2 separate regions of the Sus scrofa genome follow, and region 2 is linked to region 1. The links are chromatin contacts, called in public promoter capture Hi-C maps. All regions are on one chromosome and are shown on one strand. The core of a region is the stretch at or near the end of the contact, and the rest is flanking DNA. Distances in the headings are between cores, read along the strand shown.

Evidence for each region. Promoter capture Hi-C pulls out the DNA fragments that hold promoters and counts their contacts.
Region 2: a contact with region 1 is called in a promoter capture Hi-C map of liver, with 2.8 times the contacts expected there. The contact joins the promoter of EIF3L here to the promoter of DDX17 in region 1. A contact is called at or near these places in 1 of 5 promoter capture datasets (liver) and 1 of 2 datasets of contacts at active chromatin or transcription factors (skeletal muscle).

What each region holds. Positions count from the first base shown.
Region 1 is chr5:9,481,898-9,489,178 of Sscrofa11.1, reverse strand. DDX17 (probable ATP-dependent RNA helicase DDX17) reads right to left here and starts at 3,387. Exons shown (of 13, transcript XM_021091487.1): 1 at 3,101-3,387; 2 at 218-368. The coding sequence starts at 3,387. It overlaps LOC110260646 (a long non-coding RNA gene), which reads left to right and starts at 3,527. Exons shown (of 3, transcript XR_002343895.1): 1 at 3,527-3,677.
Region 2 is chr5:9,993,411-10,000,105 of Sscrofa11.1, reverse strand. EIF3L (eukaryotic translation initiation factor 3 subunit L) reads left to right here and starts at 4,041. Exons shown (of 13, transcript NM_001244086.1): 1 at 4,041-4,145; 2 at 4,685-4,733; 3 at 6,175-6,385. The coding sequence starts at 4,113.

The DNA.
Region 1 (7,281 bases), core at 2,138-4,637:
GGATCTAACATTGCCACAAGCTACAGCAAAGGTCACAAATGCAGCTCTCATCTGACACCTAGCCTAGGAACTTCCACATGCTGCAGGTGTGGCCATTAAAAAGGCCACCATGTAACAGCAACAGCTGTATATGAGTAAACTCTGGCTAATATATCTACTAGGTTTATTATTACATATGAAAAAAAGGTAAATAAATAACCCCCTCCCCAAAGCTTACCGGAGTCAACCTTGCCACTTCTGGATGTTCAACATAAAAATTCTTCTCAAACTTAGGGAGCTCACTCAAATCCCACTTCTTTTTACGTAAACGCTCCCCAGGATTACCAAATTTCTTTGGGGGAAGGCCGCCACCACCTCTTGCTCCAAATCTAGAAACAACAAAACAGCAAAATACCTTAGGTACCATAAAAACATGCAAAGATGGGATTCTTAAGATACTACCAGCCCCGACCAAAAAAGGCTTGTGTGTAAAGTGATTACAACAGTACCTGGCATAGTAAACACTCATACAAGCTAACATAATTTTATTCATTCAACCAATAGTTACTGTGTATCATGTACTGTTTTAAGTTGTGCCAGAGATACTAATGTAAACAGAAGTCTCTACTCTCATGTAGTAATTAAGGCAAAATTGTGGACAGGTAGAAAAAGGTCAAGCAAGTTACCCGAAAATGAACAGCTTCTTGAACTCCTCACCCCTTTATTCTGTGATGAATACTCCTTTTGCCTGCTAATCTTTGGCTTAAAAACCAACCTAAACATTTCTCTAAATACAAACATACAAAGACTGGTTTTACTGGGACTATTAAACATTTACCTTCAAAATGCGGAACTTGGGTGATTCCATTTATACTACTGCTGATCAAAATCTTCTATATGCCTTCAGGTTTAAGACTCTACAGACCTAAGACTACAGGGATAGACCCTTCCTCCTCACTTGCAAATTAAGGAGCACAATTCTAAATAAGGTACTCTACAATAAAAAGCCAAGTCTTTAGACTGTCAGTCTTGCAAAGAATAAAAATGACTAACAACCAATTTTCAGACATTGGCTGCCTAGTTATATAAATTGATGTAGCTCCTAGAAGATGCCATGTCAGGTCTGTTTAAGTTAAGAACAAGAGCAACTGAAATAACAAAGGAAATTTCATAGTAGAAGTAAAGTCAGAGCAAAGACCTTATGAATGAGTTTTTTAATTTATTTTTCGTCTTTTTTCTTAGTGTCACCTGAAACTTTGGGTCAATATGGGTTAAACTAAGTATGGATCAGTAATTTACTTTCTGCTCTTTCCAAATAATGAATTTTTATTATTAAAACATATATACAGTAAAATATTAAACCAAACACCCATGGTAAAGAAACAGTATTACCAGTACCTCGGTACCCTCCATGTGCCTATTTCAAGTTTACAATTCCCATCATAATAAATACCACCTGAAATTTTAACCATTCCCTTGTTTTATCTGTGAGTACCCTCGCGTTACTCTTTTAGCATAACTTGCCTTTTTAACTTTATTTTAGGTTTGTGAATGCAAGTTTTTCTTTTTCACCGCTGTATTGTATTCTACTGTAAGAACACCGTCTATTTAACCAGTCATTTAAGCTGTTTCTAATATTCTCTCATGGACAATGCTGTTACAAACATGGATACCGGGTACATGCACCAAGACTTCTCTAGACCTAAAAGTCTGGGGTATAAACCTTATGAGAAGAGTTTGGGGTTATTTTCATTTTACTAGGTTAATATTAAGTTCTTTTTCCTAAGCGGTTTACTGAAATTCACTTCGGTTTAGCTATACTGAGAAACACTAAGCGAACATTCCATCTACAGCCCTCCGAACTTAATACTAAAATCAAGTATTTTCTTTCCTAACAAGGTATAAATCAAAACAACCCTTTTTATTTAGTAAATGAAGTGGTAATTAAGGAGCTTATGACTAGCAGGTCTGGTACTTGTGTTATCTGAACCACAAAAAACAAAAACGTTTGGAGAAAACAGCATTAACAGAATGCCTACTACAGGGACCATCGCATGGTATTTCAATTGAGAACAATGCGAAGTAAAGGCAGTTACCACCTCCATCTTCAGAAGAGAAAACAGACTCACAAAGGTTCAGGATCCTGCCCAAGGTCACACACACATACATATTAAGAGGTGACTGGGTCCCATAAACTTTTTATCCAGAGATAAAACTTTAATTACAAAAAAGTAAACAGCCCAAATACACACGGACCTCTTAAGCAACTTTTTAAACAGGGGCTTTAAGATTTGAATCTCAGTATCTGGGAGGACTCCAGGTTTAATCCTGTTAACTTCCAACCTAGTAACCGTGGCATTTATACATCAAAAGCTCTCAAGCTAGGGCGAGAAGTTAATGCTTCAGTCCAATTAGAGGGGGAAAAGGCCGAAACATTAAAAAAAAAAAAAAAAAAAAAAAACTTTAATAACTGCCAAACAAAACTCCCTCCCCAAACACGACCATGAAGATGGCAAATAATTCCACCATTTTGCATTCCAATGTGCTTCCTTCGAATTATTTTAAAAAACGACTAAAGGCAATTTTAAAATACTTTAAACGCTACAAGTCAGCCTCTTAGTCTCTGGTTTCAAACCAAGTTTCCAATCGCAGTAACACGGAAGCCATTTCGTGTTAAAAGATTTGCCTAGGCTGCACTCGGAGACCTCATCCTCTTCTCTCAGCAAGAACATCCGAGTTTCACGGATGAACACTGAGGCCTGGAGAGATCGAATGACCTGCCTAAATCGGCAGGGCTCGAAACCGAGAAACCAGGGAGGCCTGGGCTGGGTCTGCGGCGGCCAGGCCGCGCCACGACGACCGTACAGGAGCAGGGGCTGGGGCGTCGCCGAGCCGCCGCCCCCCCTGCCAGGTCACCCCGGGGCCCAGGGTCGGGCCCACGCTTTAAACCGCTATTATGTCCCGGGTTGCCTCGCCTCCCAGAGTTGGGAGCGTGGCTCCCAGGCCTGCGATCAGCTCAAAAGTCTTCCGCTCGACCGCAGGCGGCGGTCTCCTCAGGAGACAACCCCCTCCCCACCCCCCGCGCACACAAGGCCTTTCCTCTCCTCCAACTCCCGCTTACCCTCCACGGTCACGATCCCGGTCCCGGTCCCCAAAGCCGCCTCCGCGCATGGTCCCAAATGGATAGAGATCTGGGAGCGGGGCACGGATGGCCGGGCTCGGGAGGGCCTGCGGCTCCGGTCTGGTGACGACCGATGGCGGCGGCGCCTCCGCTGTTGGGGCGGCGGCAGGCGCGGCGCTCTCTCGCTCCGACGCGCTGTCTCCCGTCGCAGACGCCACCGTCGCCGCCTCTCTCGTCGGAGACGGGAGCAAAACACAGAGAATCGGGGTTATGAAAGCAGCGGGTAGGTTTGGCTACGCTCAAACCCGGCAGTGCCGCGGTTTAGGCGTCTCCCTCCTTCCCAGCGACTGCACAAAATGGCGGCCGGCGCTGAGACTGCTCCAGCTTAACGCTACGTACGTCGGAGACGATACGTAAACAGCGCCTCGGAAGAGCCAGAGGGCTTCGCGGAGTACTGTGGGTATTCTTGGAAGATTTTACGTCAGTTGCGGAGATGGATGCGTTTTGCGGTCGGTAGCAGAAAAACAAAGTACGGAAAGGGAGTAGAGTTCTCGCGCCACCTGAGCCAGAACTAGAGGTAGGGAGTGGAGGGGGAGAGCCTCCGGTGCGACGTAACATTCTTTGCGTCGTTAGCCGGCCCACTATTGCGAAGATGCGCAGTGTGCGTAACGCATTCTGTTTGGAGAATAGAGGATTTTGCCGGGTTCCGACACGGGACGGAACCCGGGCCTGCTTGTGCAAGTTGCTCTGCAGAGACAATAACTGTCCTCCATATTGCAGGCTTCAAGTTTCAGGGTCTCCAGGTGCCAAAAGCCCAGAAGTGTGGTCAGGGCCCCTGGCTAGCGCTCCTAGACGGCCCTTCCCGCCCTCTGGCCCCGCTGCCCTGGGCCTGGCGAGACTGGCCGCGCGGCCGGGCGCCATTTCTTTTCCGTTGCCTCGCTGCGCTGTTGCCGGCGGCCATGATGGATGCGGCTTGTCCGTTCTTTGGGGGATTAGTCAGGCGGCGAGGTCCCTGTTAAGTTGGATCTCTCTCTGCTACGCTTCGTTCACACCGGAGTGCATTTTCTGAACAGAATATTTGCACTGCCCTCGGTTGAGCACAATTGGCTAACAAAGAGCCAAAATGTGGGTGGAGCCTCTCTTAAGGTAGACGCTGAAGCGTCTCGGCCGCCATTACATGGCACCGCCTCGTGCCAGGCCCTTAGCGCTCTCCGGAGACAAAAGGCTTAAAAGCGGTGGTCTTCAGACGCTGAAAAGGTGAAGGCGTAAGCACATGTTTTTAACTAGGTTAGGCTGCCCTCATTTCTCAGTTCCTTCTAAACTGACTTTTTTCTCCCTCCCTCCCTGCTTCCTTCTTCCTTCAACTGCACTTTTAAAGTCTTAAAAGCTTGGCCAGGCAACGTCTCAGAATTGTCCAGTTGCTAGGACCCCTGGTGAGCAGCTCTTGAGTCTCTTCTATTTCTATAAATGGATAAAAGGGAAGAAGTTTGAGGTCTCTCACTGTGGGGGCCCAGTGGTGTCTCCTACTCTGGCCCTGCTGTTTCCTAAATTACTAGAAAAGTAGCATAGGGAAAGGAGCGTCATGACAGGCTGAGCAGATGTCTGTCAGCCCATAGACAGGATGGACAATCCCCGATTCTTTGGACAAGGGTTGAAGGCCTAATGATCCAAGCATTGTGCTAAGCACTTTGGCACAGCTGTGAACAAGCAATAAGTACCTACATCTGTGGAGATTACGCTAGTGGGGAGATAATAAATGTGGGTGGTTTTTTTTTTTTTTTAAGTTTCTTTTTTTTATTTTCCCACTGTACAGCAAGGGGGTCAAGTTATCCTTACATGTATACATTACATTTTTTTTCCCCATCCTTTGTTCTGTTGCAACATTAGTATCTAGACAAAGTTCTCAATGCTATTCATCAGGATCTCCTGGTAAATCTAAGTTGTGTCTAATAAGCGCAAGCTCCCGATCCCTCCCACTCCCTCCCCCTCCCATCAGGCAACCACAAGTCTCTTCTCCAAGTCCATGATTTTCTTTTCTGAGGAGATGTTCATTTGTGCTGGATATTAGATTCCAGTTATAAGTGATATCATATGGTATTTGTCTTTGTCTTTCTGGCTCATTTCACTCAGTGTGAGAGTCTCTAGTTCCATCCATGTTGCTGCAAATGGCATTATGTCATCATTCTTTTTTATGGCTGAGTAGTATTCCATTGTGTATATGTATACCACATCTTCCGAATCCAATCATCTGTCGATGGACATTTGGATTGTTTCCATGTCCTGGCTATTGTGAATAGTGCTGCAATGAACATGCGGGTGCACGTGTCTCTTTTGAGTAGAGTTTTGTCCGGATATATGCCCAAGAGTGGGATGGCAGGGTCATATGGAAGTTCTATGTATAGATTTCTAAGGTATCTCCAAACTGTTCTCCATAGTGGCTGTACCAGTTTACATTCCCACCAACAGTGCGGGAGGGTTCCCTTATGTGGGGGTTTTTTTTGCTTTTGTTGTCTTTTTTGCATTTCTTGGGCCGCTCCTGTGGCATATGGAGGTTCCCAGGCTAGGGGTCGAATGGGAGCCATAGCCGCCGGCCTATGCCAGAGCCACAGCAACGCAGGATCTGAGCCGTGTCTGCAACCTACATCACAGCTCACGGCAACGCCAGATCCTTAACCCACAGAGCAAGGCAGGGGATCAAACCCTCAACCTCATGGTTCCTAGTCCGGATACGTTAACCACTGAGCCACAACGGAAACTCCATAAATGTGTTTTTTAAATTGTTATTTCAACAAATGTTTATGTCAGGCAGTTACTAATTGAAATAAAAATTAAAAACAGTAAAGGGATAGTGTGTGCCTGAGGGGGAGGGGAGTGTATTTGTGACAGTATTTTACAGAGAATGTCCTGGGAAGGCCTTCCTGACCAAAGGACATTTGAGCAGAGCCCTAAAGTGGAAGAAGCAGGCTTACTAACAGGAAAAAGCAGGTACGAAGTCCCTGAGGCAGAATGTGGCTGGAGTAGATAGAGCAAGGAAGCCAGATAGGAGAGGGCCAGATTATGAAGGATTTGTAGGCCAGTTTAAGGACTTTGTTTTTTTCCTTTCAGTAAAATGGAAATCTCTAGAAGGTTCTAAGCAGAGTGACATAATAAAAGGAACCCTATCACTGCAGTCTAGAGAATAAATTGAGAGTGAGCCAGGACAGAAGCCTACAGATTGATTAGGAAACTAGTACAGTAATCCAGACAAGAAACCACGGGCTTAGTTTAGTGCAGGTTAAGAGCAATGGGTAAGGGAAAAACGATGTAATTGAAAATCTAGTCAATGATTTGTCAATGAGTGGGATTTGAAAGAAGAGTCAAGGATGAATCTTGTAGGAGTAGCCAACAATTAAGTTCCTACTAAGATTTCGGCTGTATAAGCAAGCACTGAAGGAGTTATCTTGACTGGTTTGCCTGTTCACAACTATGCAACTTCATAGTCATTAAACTCACCCAAATGTGAAAATAATCCCCTGCTTTCTAGCTTGGTATGACCCAGATTAGTTTTTTGATAACTTGGTTTATTGTACAGAGGAACATGTGTTTGAACTGCCCGGGTCTGCTTATACACTAAATGTGTACTACAAGATCTGAGGTTGGTTGAATACATGGATGTAGAACCTCAGATTCAGCCTGTATATAAAAATATAGGCTGCTTTTCAACTGCATGGAGGTTGGGCATCCCTAACATCCATGTTGTTCAAGCGTCAACCATGCTTTAGATATAAGCGGTTGAGAATACTGAGGTGCTTAAGTCAACAAGGTAACCTCAAGCATTTGCCTTCAAACTATGATATACAAGCGACACATTAGAACAGAGTTTTCAGGAAATCTATTTCCAGAGCTTGAACTTTCATATATATTCACTTCTAAAATTGATATAACTGAGAAATTTGTCCAAAAGTGCATCCTCCCATTTTACAAACAAAAAGAGTATATATCTTATACTCAAAATCTTACTATGGACTTTGCCATGGATATAAAAATCTCAGAGATGACAAATAGAAGAAAAATTAGTAATGCTAATATTGATGTGAAAAAAGTAAATGTTTCTAATGACTTGGTAACACATCCTTTTGCAAATCAGAATTCCAGTTTCTGGTTTTCAGAAAAAATGGAAGAAGTACCATGTGGAATGTTCA
Region 2 (6,695 bases), core at 2,792-5,291, 510 kb before region 1:
AGTAAGTGAACTACAAACAGACTGAAGATTCTTGGGGAGTGAGACGTGAAGTGAGCACAGCCGAAGGCCCAGGACGACTGTAAACCCTAACTAATGGCTTTTCTGAGTCAGAACTTCCTGCCTCAAACCCCAAGCAGAAGAAGGTCAAGTGAAATCAATAGCTTTCCAGCTGCTAGAGCCTCTCCACAACTCTCCCAGGTAAAATTATTCCAGGAGCTTTGTTCTGCTCACAGTTTCTTTCCCTTTGAAGTACTGGTTTTCCATGAACAAGGGAGCCTGGCAGAATCAAAGAGCCTGTGATCAGACATTCCCTAGTCTAGCAGGGGGCTCCAGCTGCTTTCAGGTCAAAGTTGGATTTCTAAGCAGACTTAACGAGCTGCCAGGCAATGTCCTAAGTTTCCATTCAAATGCAATTCTACAAATAGGGAGAATAGGAAGCAGGAAGGGTGAGGAAGCTACTATGGTGGAAATGGGATGATGGTGGCTTAGATGGAATGATAGAGGCAAGGTGGTGAGAAGTGAGTGTGGGAATATTTTGAAGGTAGAGCCAACCAAAGGCAGATGGTACTGACTGTGTGGACTGAGAAAGACTCGAGTTAAGGGTGGTTCTGAGCTTTTGACCTGAGCGGCTGAAACAATGGCATTGCCCTTAGCTAAGATGGGGAGAAGTGGGAGAGGAACAAGGCTGAGGCAGAAAATCAGAGGCTTGGTTTGGAAGAGTTAAGTACGAGGCGCCGAGTAGACATCCAGGTACTCACGTAGGCCGTTAGCCCACTTCATGGTGGGGTCTGGGATGCAGATAGAAAGTTCGGGAGTCAAGAGCATATGGACGATGTTGAAACCTATTGGACTGGATAAGCCCCCCAGCGAGAGAAGGTAAACAAAGAGAGCCAAGGACCAAGGCCTGGGAGGAGGCCAGTCCACTATTTAGTGATTGGAGAGATGAGGAGGAATCCACAGAGGAAAGTAGAGTCCCTGCTGTGATGCAACAGGATCAGCAGCATCTCTGCAATGCCAGGATGCAGGCTTGATCCCCGGCCCCACACAGTGGGTGAAAGGATGCAGCATTGCTGCTGCTGCCTCCAAGGTTGCAACCGTGGTTTCAATCTGATCCCTGGCCCAGGAATTCCATAAGATGTGCCACCGGGCAGCCAAAAAAGGGGGGGGAGGGGGGACAACAAAATAAAAAACAAAGGAAAGTAAGAAAGAGTAGCCAGAGAAGAAGGTCCTTTCAGAGTCTTCACTATTCTCTAAGTTAGGTTACTCATTCTGGAAAAGGTGGAAAGTCCTAAATAAACAAATAAAATACATGGTAGATGGGTGTAAACAAGGGATCCATGTTTCTGGTAACTGAAGCTTATATGAAGAATAAAGAACAGAAAATTGCAAAACCAAAACTAGGTTAGGAAGGAAAATATTTAGAACAAGAAATCATTAACTCACTGTGGGAGAAATCTTGCAATTACAAATTGCAATTTGTAATTTTTCTTTTTTCTTTTCTGGCCACGCCTGCTGCAGGTGGAAGTTCCCTGGTCAGGGATGGAACCCGAGCCACAGCAGCTACCTGAGCCACAGCAGGAACAACGATGTATCCTTTACATACTGCACCACAAGGGAACTCATGCAATCTTAAAAAGCTGACAGTGCAAACATCACGAAATCCAGAAGTACATTTATTAATTTTCTGAAACATCACCGTATTTTTTTCTTTTTTAGGTTGGATAAACTCTGACTACCTCTTAATATAACAACAATTTTGTATCATCTTCCTCAATGAGAATGGAAAGAAAATTTAGTCTTTCCTTTAGCATAGATCAAGTGATTTATTTATTTATGTCTTTTTAGGGCCACATCCACAGCCCTTAGCCTGGGAAGTTCCCAGGCTAAGGGTCAAATTGGAGCTACAGCCGCCGGCCTATGCCATAGCCGCAGCAACGCTGGATCTGAGCCACATCTGCAACCTACACCACAGCTCACAGCAACATCAGATCCTTAACCCACTGAGTAAGGCCAGGGATCAAACCCGAGACCTCAGGGTTGGTTAACCGCTGAGCCACGACGGGAACTCCAAATTTTTTATTGCTCAATGAATTTTATTACATTTATAGTTGTACAATGACCATTACAACCCAATTTTATAGCATTTCCATCCCAAATCCTCAGCATATCCCCCCACCCCCCAACCTGTCTCATTTGGAAAACGTAAGTTTTCAAAGTCTGTGAGTCGGTATCTGTTCTGCAAAGAAGTTCATTGTGTCCTTTTTTTATTTTTTATTTTTTGTCCTTTTTAGGGCTGTGCCACAGCATATGGAGATTCCCAGGCTAGGGGTCTAATCCGAGCTGTAGATGCTGGCCTACACAGCTGTGTCAGGATGGGATCTCCCATTGTGTCCTTTTTTCAGATTCTACGTGTAAGTGATAGCATACGGTGTTGGTGTCTCACTGTCTAACTTCCCTTAGCATGACAATTTCTAGGTCCATCTATGTTACTTCAAATGCCATTATTTCTTTACTTTTAACAGCTGAGTAATATTCCATTGTGTATATGTACCACGTCTTCTTTATCCACTCCTCTGTCCATGGATATTTAGGCTGCTTCCATGTCTTGGCTATGGTATATAGTGCTGCAGTGAACATTGGAGTTCATGTATCTTTTCAAGTCATGGTTTTCTCTGGATAGATGCCCAGGAGTGGATTGCTGGATCAAATGGTAATTCTATATTTAGCTTTCTGAGGAATCTTCATACTGTTTTCCACAGTGGTTGCACCAATTTATATTCCCACAAAATTTTATTATTGATAATTTGGAAAAATTCCTCCTGACTTCACAATTCTTTTTTTAGTAATGCCATGAACATTTTGAGAGTTGTCAAAGTTGAGGGCAACCAGTATCAAACTTTTTTCCTATATTAACTGTAAGTTTTCAGTTAATTTCAACCTTTCTAGTGCCCTGATTAACCTTAAATACATATTTCATTGAAGACACCCATTGATCCACAGCCCGTGGTAGCTGTATCTTATACACTGAAGGCAGTAACTATTCCCAGAAGAGTATCACATAAGCATATCTTACTAAACTCAAATGTTCCCAGTAGGAATGTCTCTGAAATCCCAAACGCCACTAGACACAGGGGTTAAGTGTGACAGGAGAAATTGAAATAGAAAACGGTTCTAAGGAATTGCAGTAGAAATATTACTTTTGCAAATTTCACAAAAACCCTGTAACTATATTAGCACTCTCCTTGAGCCAACGAAGAGTCCCGGGGACTCCATGAGCCTTTTAGCTTAGTCCTACGATGGTATCACCGCTCGGTTTACAGACAAAGGAGTAAACTCAAAGCAAAAATGCGACATGAGAAGCTGGGGCCAGGCATTGCCATTCTAAATGGCTAACCTAAGGCTCTGGACCCACATATTGGCTTGTATCGCTTTGTTTTACAACCCGGTCCCTAACTCTAGGTCATCCCCAGGAGTCCAACTCCACCCACAGCGTGAGAGTTCATGCTGTAAGCGTGGGTAGGTCCCACGACAACGGCCTCACACCGCAGCTGGCTTCACCTTTGCCTGTTGCAACCTTAATGTCCAAAGTTGGGAAGCGCCTTTTCTCAACGCCCTCTCAACGCCCAAGTCTCAACTTTTACATCCAGTAACTTTATATTGTTGAGGTCGAAACGTTTGAAGACATTTTTCGCTACAGGCAACTCGCTTAACACCTAAATCCACATTCAGCCCCCCCCCACCCCATGTCGGAATTTCCCTTCACGCGAGAGGTCCGCCCGCGGGAGCTGTCAGCCATCTTTTGTGTGGCATCATTTTGTAGCTTCTCTTACTTTGCCCAACCTTTATTACGCTGAAATATTTCATGTCCTTATTTCTGAATGTTTTCAAGTACTATTGAGTCATCTTCTTTGTAGAGTCTCTATTTGAAGATAGAGGAATAATGTGTTTAATCTCATTCGCCCTTCCCAGCATGGCTGCCTCAGGTTGCCGAAGGCCCCGGAAGAGCTTCTGGTTTCCCAGCCAACTCGAGATGGGCTGGACTTCCGGCGTCCAGACGCAGGCGAGGTGCGCTTTTTCCGCTCTTTCCTCCTGGGCCTCGGAGCGCCGCAGCCATGTCTTATCCCGCTGATGATTATGAGTCGGAGGTAAGCTGCCCCTAGGCGTGTTCTGGGCGCCGCAACATGGACAGGGCTCTTTGGGTGTTGGGCCCCGCGGGGGGACAGTGTCTGGGTCTCTAGGAGCCCCCGTGGGCCGCGACCAGCCCCAGCCGGCCTCTCTGCCAGCACTGCTCTCACTGCTGCCACCCTACCCTCCCGGCTCCTCATCAGCCTGGTCTCAGCCCGCCCACCTCGCGTGTCTCGTTTTCTTTTCCTTTTCTTTCCGAAGCCCAAGAACGGAGGCTGGTCATAGGGTTCTGTGTTTCTGTAATTGAACTCTGATTTCTTAGGCCCTGGCCTTAGTCCTGCCAAACCTCGTCGATTCCCACAGCTTCTGTGCTTTGCTGTATCTCATTGCAGCTGCAACGCGGTATTGTCGTTGTCTGTTTATTCTCCCTTTTCTCATAGGGATGTGAGTTCCTCCAAGGCAGGGACTGCGTCTTACCCCCTTTGTATCCTTAGAACCCAGGAGGAGCATTTTGGATTCACGAATTGGTGACGGTCTTGTTTGTCTCTTTCGTTAACAGACTGCTTATGATCCCTATGCTTACCCGGGCGACTATGATATGCACACAGGTGAGTCTACAGTTTGTCTGGCTAGCTGGGTACTTCTAGGGATTGGCACCCTTTTGAATGTCTCAGAACAGCTTTGCCGGGCACCTGTTTAAGACTACGTCTTGATAGTCCAGGTTTGGAGTCAAGTTACTAACTCTCAAAGGGAGGGTGGTATATAGCCTATTAAACCAGGCCTTTTTCATGGTCCATCTCAAAGTCTCAGAAGGGAAGGATTACTGTCTCAGCTGTTTAAACTATTAGCTGAAGAAAAAAGCCTTTTGGGGGGGGGGCTGCCCCTGTGGCACGTGGGGATTACTGGGCCAGAAACTGAACCCTCACCACAGCATCGACCTGAGCTACTGCAGTGACAACATCAGATCCTTAATCCACTGCACCGCAGGGAAATTCCAGAAGAAGACATCTTGTGAAAAGTTAAAAGTGATTCAAACCAAGTCCAGATGAAACCTTTTTGGAAGGTTTTTGAGGTTTCCTGGGTTGTTACGATGACTTGGTTTGACTTAGCCCTTTGTACGTGCCGTGTGTTGTCCTGGATACTTTGTGTGAAGTATTTCATTTAGTCCTTACAGCAGTTCTATAAATACATAAATTAATGTTTCCATTTTCTAGGTGAAAAAACAGCACAGAGAAATTTAGTTACTTGCATCAAGTCATATATGTAGAAAACAGCAGTCATTCGCTCAAAAAAATCAAGTGCCTACTACTAAATTCCTTCTTTTCACAGTTTTCCCCCTACCTCCCACACGCACGGAGAACTCTTTCTCGTCTAGAGGCACCTGTCTCATACACCTGGGTACAAGACAGACAAGGTTCTTGCTCCTATAGGGTTGAGGTTCTAGTGGGGGAAACAATAAGTAAATAAGTAACTTTAGGTAGCAGGAAAGGTTCTGAAGAAACAGGCCAGGGAGTTCCCGTTGTGGCGCAGTGGTTAGCGAATCCGACTAGGAACCATGAGGTTGCGGGTTTGATCCCTGCCCTTGCTCAGTGGGTTAACGATCCGGCTTTGCCATGAGCTGTGGTGTAGGTCGCAGACGCAGCTCGGATCCCGCATTGCTGTGGCTCTGGGTAGACTGGCGGCTATAGCTCCAATTCGACCCCTAGCCTGGGAACCTCCATATGCCATGGGAGCGGCCCAAGAAACGGCAAAAAGACAAAACAAAACAAAATGAAAGAAACAGGCCAGTGGCGATTGAGAGTGACATAAAGAGAATTTATATTTCTGGGTGTTTAAAAGGGAATGGGAGTTCCCTTGTGGCTCAGCGGGTTAAGGATCTGATGCCACTGCTGTGGCTCTGGTCACTGGATTGCTGTGGGAACTTCTGCATGCCTCCCCCCCTCCCCACAAAAGGAATAATACCCAATTGTATAGACTTTAGTTTAGGGGGTGGGAGGCCTTGCCCTTTTGTTACACATGTGGATTTGAGATGTCATATCCCACCTCTAGGCGATCCGAAGCAGGATCTGGCTTATGAACGTCAGTATGAGCAGCAGACCTATCAGGTGATTCCCGAGGTGATCAAAAACTTCATCCAGTATTTCCACAAAACTGTGTCGGACTTGATTGACCAGAAGGTGTATGAACTACAGGCCAGTCGCGTGTCCAGCGATGTCATTGACCAAAAGGTGTATGAGATCCAGGACATCTATGAGAACAGGTATGGGCCACCTGCCGAAATGACCTCCTACTGGGTGGGACTGGCTGGATAAAGCGGTCCCCGAAGAGGGGTAATGTTTTGTCATTCTCTCTGTAAAGAGCGCGCCCAAGGGGTTTCTTTGATTCTTTGGGGCTAGGGACATGTTATTTTGTAGAGTTTATCCCCAGAACTTACAAGGCCTAAAATAATAACACCACTGTCGATTATAATTAAAATAGCAACTAGATGTATGATCAGTGTGTGCCCTTCGCAGTAACCCCATGAAGTAGGTTCTATTGTTTTCCTCATCTTTCAGGTGAGGAAGCAGCAC